3 separate regions of the Zea mays genome follow, and all the other regions are linked to region 2. A link is a contact called in public Hi-C data. All regions are on one chromosome and are shown on one strand. The core of a region is the stretch at or near the end of the contact, and the rest is flanking DNA. Distances in the headings are between cores, read along the strand shown. Region 1 holds the start of LOC100281976 (splicing factor, arginine/serine-rich 12). Region 2 holds the start of LOC100279142. Region 3 holds the start of LOC100273974 (Tubulin-specific chaperone E).

What was found. A called contact is a pair of places that touch in the nucleus more often than the background predicts.
Region 1: a contact with region 2 is called in a Hi-C map of ear, with 1.6 times the contacts expected there. The contact joins the promoter of LOC100281976 here to the promoter of LOC100279142 in region 2. A contact is called at or near these places in 2 of 25 Hi-C or Micro-C datasets (ear and tassel).
Region 3: a contact with region 2 is called in a Hi-C map of leaf, with 4 times the contacts expected there. The contact joins the promoter of LOC100273974 here to the promoter of LOC100279142 in region 2. A contact is called at or near these places in 2 of 25 Hi-C or Micro-C datasets (leaf and tassel).

Annotation. Positions count from the first base shown.
Region 1 is chr5:86,949,548-86,952,247 of Zm-B73-REFERENCE-NAM-5.0, forward strand. It overlaps LOC100281976 (splicing factor, arginine/serine-rich 12), which reads right to left and starts at 1,316. Exons shown (of 4, transcript NM_001154893.2): 1 at 1,155-1,316; 2 at 924-1,055; 3 at 607-668. The coding sequence starts at 1,206.
Region 2 is chr5:87,257,943-87,260,642 of Zm-B73-REFERENCE-NAM-5.0, forward strand. LOC100279142 reads right to left here and starts at 1,396. Exons shown (of 1, transcript NM_001152178.1): 1 at 785-1,396. The coding sequence starts at 1,264. The coding sequence ends at 935.
Region 3 is chr5:87,584,585-87,587,284 of Zm-B73-REFERENCE-NAM-5.0, forward strand. LOC100273974 (Tubulin-specific chaperone E) reads left to right here and starts at 1,399. Exons shown (of 15, transcript NM_001360518.1): 1 at 1,399-1,722; 2 at 1,912-2,082; 3 at 2,252-2,298; 4 at 2,498-2,644. The coding sequence starts at 1,413.

The DNA of each region.
Region 1 (2,700 bases), core at 66-2,565, 310 kb before region 2:
CTGATACCAGATTGTTATGTACCAAATCCTCTAGCCTGACTGATCGTAGGTTATAGCGGTGGGAGATTGGGGGACAAGGCTTGAAGTGCAACGAACGCCGAGCCGGCGCCGTAATTGACGGCGTAGCCCACAGGGGCGGCCAGCTAGGGCTAGAGGTAGCGGCTAGGGCTAGAACTGGAGGAATCCCGACTCCCTAAAGGAAGCCGGAAACAATCTTGTTTCTGCTTGACAATCTCAAGGTGTCTTACAAGTATTTATATGGAAGCTAGCTATCTAGATAAGTATGAACTAAGCTATCTAGATAAGTATGGATAAGTATGAACTATGGGCCTTGGGCCCTATCCTAAGGCCCTGTAGCGCCTAGTATAGGCCTGGCCGTACATAACACCAACACTCCTACATTTTCTATTTCAGAGCACCATTCCATTATAGACCCATGACAAGCATAATGTTCCGCAACAATTTATCCAAGTCAAAAAACGTAGCCCTAAAGAGGTACCAAATATCAGTAATTCAAAGGAACCGAATATGCCAATGTTAACTATTTACTTGGCACTGCCCAACAAAACTGAGTCTGAATATAACGTCACTCGTTAAAGAACTTACAGCGTCCTTGTCTTTTCTCTTGCTCGTCTTCTCCTTGGAATGCCTATCCTTCGAATCTCTCTCTATCAACACAGAAACACACATCAAAGTCACAACCTATCAAAGCTTTATTTCACATAACCATAGTGTACATGGAGCGAGCAGAAATTCACTTAACACGCTGAGCCTCGAAAACACAGAAATAAGCGCTTTTTTTTCAGAAAATGATAACCGAAGCTGTAACGATTTAGCATTCTTGGAATGTTTTTGTGACATAACATCCTTGGAATGTTGACGAAATCAAAGAACCGGAAGCTGTAACGATTTAGGAACCCAACCTTTTCCTTTGTTCCTGTCGATGTGTTTCCCCTTCTTCTTGTGTCTGTCATCGTCATCCTCCCTGTCGTCTCGGCTCCTCCTCTTGCTCTCCTTCTTGTCCCGCCTCTTCCGTTCCCCCCCTTCTTCATCCGCTAAACCAAGGAAGAAAGAAATCGATGGTCCGCAGCAAAACGAACCGACGGATTCAACCAAATAGGGGATACGATAGGTATCCCTGGGTGGCTGGGTACCTGAGGAGGTAGAAGAGCGGCGTTTCTTGGACTTGCCCTCGCCGCCGCCCATCGTCGCCGTCGGTGGTCCCGGCCTCGTCGGCCGCCCCGGGTTACAGAGGAGCGAAGGAACTGAGGAGTCCGGGAGCCTCGTGTTGGGCCCAAGTGTAAAGCCCATGTATTTTTGGCCCGCAAAGTCTGTGGATCAGGGACATACAGATACAGGTGATTCCGAAACATTTGAGGGCTTGTATGCAAAGTGATCCACGGGACTGCGGGAGCTAGGGTGAAACCGGATTACCCAGAGTATCGGATACAAATCTCTACTACTCTTAGAGTTGATTTGGTGACAAGGGGATCCCGGGAGGATTGGAGGCTCCAATCCTCCCGGGATCCCGGATCACCAAATCAGCCCTTAAGGGTAAGGAGGGCGTCCACCACGGCTCCGCCCTCCCCCCTCCCCGCTAATCTCGCCGCGTGAACACCGCGCACGCCCTCGTTAATCTCGACGGCTCCGCCCTCGCCCTCCTCCCCCCTATCTCCTCGTAGTCATCGCCCCTCCCCACCGCGCCTGCGCCCCATCATCGTCGCACCCGCCCCCACTCCTAGATCCGTCGTCCCTCACTGCGGTTTGATCCCACAGCCTCCCCCTTGATGCCCTCTCCTCCTCTCCCTCTGCCACAATGCTGGCTGCCACCACCTCCGTCAAGCCTCCACCACCGCGACATCGGACTCTAGTGGCTGGGGCAACTTCTCCGTGGTTGTGGCGGGCTCCAATTTCGCGGTCGACATCGAGGAGAGACAGGTCGTGTGTATCCAGGGCACGGATAGATGCCGAGAGATTTGGCTCTAGCGGCTGGCTGGGTCGTCGAGGAGAGGAGGACCGCGAGCGCATTGTCCCTCACCGGTGCCTCAAGCGGCTCCGTGACACGTACGTGTCCTCCAGCCTATGGCTGGCTCCTCCCCCACCATAGGGTATGGCACCGGTGCACCCTACTGCGCCACGATGACCCACGGAATGGAGATGGCCTTCGAGTGGGTGGTTCAACTCAAGGAGTACCACGAGAAGTTGCTGGTGGAGATCTACAGGTCGCCTCTCCTCTCTTTGCCTCGATCTAGATCCATCCCATACTTCTGTGGCACCACCCCCTCTCCCTCTTTGCCTCAATGCAGATTCATCCCATACCTCTGTGGTACCACCCCTCTCCCTCCTCTCCGCTCCTCCTAGGTGTCGTCGTAGGGAAGTGGAGTAGAAATCGTAGGGAAGCTGAGTAGCTAGAGCCGCTTGGAGATCAGATTGCATGGCTCTTTCAGAAAAAGGGTCGGGGATCTAGTTAAAAAACCAAGTAAAGTCACCTTTTCGACAATCTCCTTTCCATAAAAAGCGCTCATGTCTTTGCATATTGCTTGCTTTTGCTACAACAAAAGGCATGTGCTCCTTTTGGCCAATCATCTACTCATGTTCAGACTGCAGTTAACTGTAGTGGCTAACGAGTGGATGTGAGCCCAAAAAATTGGATCTTGACTCTTGAGCCATTGTTACTTTAATTGTTAACCATCATAATCC
Region 2 (2,700 bases), core at 146-2,645:
CTGGCCTGGCCAGAGGGGCGATCGCCTAGGGCCCAACGATTTTAGGGGCCCAAAAAAGTTTATACATATGTATACTAATATTTTTATTACTACATATCATGTCACATACATAATGTTACATACCATGTCGTGGTTGTGACAAGATGAATTATAAGTATTGTGAGTAACTTTATTAGATAATTTGATGTTAACAACTGATATTCTTCAATTAATCAAAATTTCAGACTATTATCCAAATGTCTGTACGGCTTGGCTACGTGTTCTATCGAGAAGGATATATTGACAAATGTTGATCTAATTATTATCCTTAGGTTGTGTCCAATAAACCATGTATACGGGCGTGCAGAACACTATTTTGTATTGTATGCTCTATTATTTATATAGTGGAGTTTAAAATAGTGAGTGAAATAAGTGGTGAATACGAAGGGTGTAGGCAACCAGAATAATTCAGCTTAAAAAATGCTCTATTTGTTGAGAGAAATTGTGTAATGCTAAATGGAGTGTCAAATTTTTACTAGTTTGACACTTATGTTTATATTTTTCTATTAAAATACCTTTTTAGCGATATAAAACTAGAAAAGTGTATATATATTAAGAGGGGCAGATATCTAGGTTGGTCTAGAGTCTTTTAAAATCATGAATCGGGCTTGATCCACAATAGATGTTTAGGAGCAAGAGAATTAAAGTGGCTAAAATCCTTTTATTCGGTAAAGGATTTTAGCCTCTCAAATCTTAATCTCCTTCTACTAAACAAGTCATTAAACTATAAAAATGGTATTAGTTCATCCATAGGTCTAAACTTTAAAAAAATAGGGAAAAGGGAATAAAATTGTACCCTTCTCCTTGGTTAATGTACAGGAAGGAGGACGGTGCACCAGCCAAGCTGCCTATAGCCCTATACTACCTAGAATCATTTGATTTGACAGCACAAGCACTATCTGTTGGCGGCGACCGGCAGGCTATCCAGGGCAGCAGCGGGGCCGACGGCGGACGAGGAGGCGGGGGGCGGGACGAGCGCGTAGCGCGAGGAGAAGGAGCAGGCGTAGTAGATGCGCGCGTCTTCGGCGTCGGCGGCGTCGCGGCCGAGGTCGAAGTTGCGCGCGTAGCTGAGCGGGTCGTACTGGCGGCACGACGCGCGGTGGCGGCGCGAGGCCGCGGCCGCGCACAGCGCCCGGCTGCCCTGCCGCCGCAGGCGCCGCAGTAGCCGCGCCAGGCCGCAGCACGGCGGGGCCGAGGGTGCCGTGGAGCTGCCTCCTTCCGCCATGCGCCGCCCGCCCGCGCGTCCCGGCGGCTTGCTTGCTTTCCTGGCGCCTGCCTGTGTGGGGGGGAGGGAGGGATCGTGACTCGAGCAAGCTGGAGGAGTGATGACTGATGAGTGCCGGGGACCGGGGTGGACAGTGGAGTGGGGGGGAACCGGGGAATGCGTTCTTGCTGGTGGGTTGGGGCCTGGGGGTGTCCCGTGTCTGTCAACCGTGGTTTATAATTAATTAATAGGGACGTGCACGAGTTATGTGCGTGCCTAGTGATAGAAGGGCACATGAGTGAGTTGTTTGCCTGCAAGGGATTGCTTAAGGGCCCGTTCGTTTAGTTAGGATTGGGACCCCAAATTATTGTACATCTAGCCAATGCTAATACAAACATGAATCTACCATTCCGGCTAGAACGGTTTAACCGTTTCAGAGTAGAGTAAACGAACCGGCCCTGAAGCCAAACGTACGGCGGTGCAGGCAGGCAAGTGACCGGTGACGACAAGGTTTGCCATCAAGCTAGCAGTGGATCCGTCCATGGGCAGCAGCACGCTGACGAGGAGTCACACGAGCGTGCTAATCTGAGGCCCCTCGCCTGCTCCATGGGACCGATCGATGATCCATGGGGCCTTCTCTCACGTCACGTGCTGGCACAGTCCCCTTTTGGGCTTTTGGCGCCTATCTATCTATCTGCATATTCTGCACTGCACTTGATTCCAAAGTCCAAACCAAAACATGTGCGCAGCGTCGCGGTAAAAGCCAAATCTGGGCAACCGACCGTAGCGTATATGCCTCGTCTCAAGAACCTCACGAGTTACAATGCAATAATGCATGCCTCATGGAGTCGTCAGTCAGGCGCTGCAGTTTGGCATCGTTTCTTAGCATATTATTGGCTGCGGCTTTAATCCAGCTATGGCTTTTATTTTTATAGATTGCAGCTGCAGCAGTTTGAACAGCTACAGTAGTTACAGAGCAATCAAACAATGAAGTGCAGACTCAGGACTAGTGATAGATAACAATGACCAAATTACCCTTGGGAGGGAATCTGAAATCTGGCAAGACTGTCTATCAGCGTTCATAAACTAGCTACCATCAACAGAAACGGCGTCATCGTGAGAACGATAAGCAGATGGTATTCTGGTATAGAACTGTAGAGATGGAGAAAGGCGGTGTCCTACTACCTTCTCTTTTCACTTCACTATTGCTACTGCCAGTCACTGATCTGATTATTTGCTTTGGTATATAGGCACCCAGGGGCTCTGTAATGTAAAGAGAGCCCTATATATGGCGGGCAATAAAGCACGCCCTCAGCGGCGGCCACTCAATCAGATCATCGCTTCAGGCAGCAGCCTGACAGGCCAGTCTCATCCGATTTCCTATCAGCTGACGTAGAGCCGTGTAGGCAGGCACACACAGACACAGCGCACAACTGCATTGTGGAGGGAGGCGGGAG
Region 3 (2,700 bases), core at 149-2,648, 330 kb after region 2:
CACTTGCTGATGAAGCATCTCCATATTCCTGATTTCTTGGTCCAATTCATCTTCCTGGGGCGTTGCACTGGTGGCCTTCCTCTTCTGGCTTCGGGCCTCTCGAAGAGAAAGGGTCTCCTGGTTTGGGTCCAGTGGCTGCAGAGCAGCAATCCCTGTCACTGAAGCTTTCTTCGGTGGCATGACGAAGGTCAAATGCTTGCCGAAGGTGGTCGAAAGGATTCACCGGAGGTGGGCGCCAATGTTGGGGACTTGATCTCAAATGCTATGAGTTAAGAAAAAGGCAACACAAAGAATGTTAAACGTTAAAGTCCTTCGTCCTTCGAAGTATTATTTTCCTTGGGATATAATGATTTTCGGACGAAGGTTATGAAGGACTTACCTTCGTCAACAAGACATATAATAATGAAGAAAGAATCATATACAACATAAAAGGTGATATAAGCAGTCATGTATTATTATCAGCTCATTTCTATTTTATTACTATGGAAAAATAGAAATGATATTAAATTACAAGTGTACCTTCGGCTTAAAAGAAGGTAAAAGTACAAGCGTGACGCAAAAGCAAATGCAAAGTCAGCGTGAACAATACGGGAGCACTGTTCATCTATTTATAGGCACCAGACGCAGCCCATGTAAAATTACACCCATGCCCTTTACATTTGCTAATAACTCCATAGTAATCCATCGAGGTCTAAATAGCCTTTTCATCTTTAAGTCAGTTTCCTTTTCTGCTATCATGCCGAAGCTCCCCTGCGCATAGCTTCGGCTCTGCACCATCCTTCGTATTCCTTGTACTTCTTCATACTGTGGTTTTGATCCAAGTCCGAAGGTACCTGTTCATGTATTATACTCCAAAAACATTGTTAAATCATGTTTTTGAGGACCTTCGGAAGCCGAAGGCCCCCAACAAAAACATTTAGATAACAACCAAATCTAATCTACATCAAACCTAAACATAATAATTAATATTATAACTAAACAATTATCACTAGACACTATGTGTTTATTTTCATGTGTATTGTGCAATGTTCTTAATAGTTTTAATTCAACCATAGTATCAATTAAAAATTTATCTCTATTTTAGCTGCGACATTAATGGGTTCTTATTGGACTAGAGCATAATTAGCAATTTTCATCGTTAGAGGTCTTAATCTTGAGCAAAGTCTGAGCCCGCGTCATTAGTGTGGATTAGATATAATTTGATGATTACAAAATAAATTATTGTGATTTACTGTACATGTTCTATATAAGAAAGATTAGATATATTTTTAAGTTCGGTATTGTTTAGTTTCATCTACTATCAGTTTGGGCCGAACAAGCACAGCTGGGGCAAGCCCAATGGGCTTCCATCACTCATCACGCCTCTCACCAATCACGACCAGATGCCCAGTTGCCCACCACGGCGTCCAGTCATGTCCAGCACCACCGCCGCTGCTTTCCGCCTGGGCCAGCGCGTGCACGCCGCCGGCGACCCCCGCCGCCTAGGCACGGTGCGCTACCTGGGCCCCGTAGAGGGCCACGGCGGAGTCTGGGTCGGCGTCGACTGGGATGATGGCGCTGGCGGCCGGCACGATGGCTCGCTCGCCGGCCGCCGATACTTTGTTGCCGTGGGAGAGTGCTCGGCCACCTTCGCGCGCCCCACGGCGCTCAGCGGAGGGATCTCGCTCCCGGACGCGCTCCGCCTACGTTACCGCGTTCAGGACTTCACCAAGGAGGAACAGGGTTAGTGCAGTACTGCAGTGCGTGCCGACCGACGCCTCCTGAATTTGCTGCCTCCACAGTTCCTTTGATCCGGCAATGCTCACTTCCTTTTTCAGCTAAGGAGTAGAAATATTTGTGCAAACATCACCTCAATTTCTTGAATTCCCTCCGTAATAACCCTGACTGCATGCTTTGACGCACTGTGTTCAGATGAGATGTATGTCTTCTCGACAAGCCAGAAGCGGGTCTCGGTTGAATTTGTTGGCACAGACAAAGTTCAGGAGAAGCTCAACAACTTCAATGAGTTGGCCAGTGCATCCGTTTCTTACATGGGAGTGAGCTCAATTGGAGCGCCCAATGAACTAAACAGTTTGGTTCCAAGTAAATACTGTATCATCATCTTGTCCATTTACTGCTTGTTTTTATTGTAAATAAGCCATAATGCGTCTAGCAATTGGAGCAGGTCGTTCTGCTATCATTTATTTCTTCAGGGACTTATTAAAGCCTAGGTTTCCATTTGTTCTGACAGCTATTTTTTTGCATGTTCCAGATCTCAAACTTCTTGACTTAACTGGAAATCTGTTCTCACAGTGGCAAGTAAGAATTCCCACAGAATGGTTCTTGTTACTTCAATTGCTATACTTAGTCACTTACAATTGGTGTGACTTTATATAACATCAAAGCAACAAGAGAAAGTCTTGGTGGTACTACCAAATGTTTGCAGCATATCCCCTGTGCTTCTGTGTTTAACTGTTTATTCATTTGTTGTGTCTAAAACATTTTGGTTCCCACTCAGGATATATTCTCTCTTTGTCAAGCACTGGCATCCCTGGAAGTTCTTAATTTGACAAATAATACCATGGAGAATGATGTTGTAGAAACTCCAATGCTCGAGAATATCCGAATTCTTGTTCTCAATAACTGTGGTGTAACATGGGAACTGGTATACCCAATTGCTGTCAGACTGTCACTTTGAAGCTTTTGTTGTTAGTCATTGCC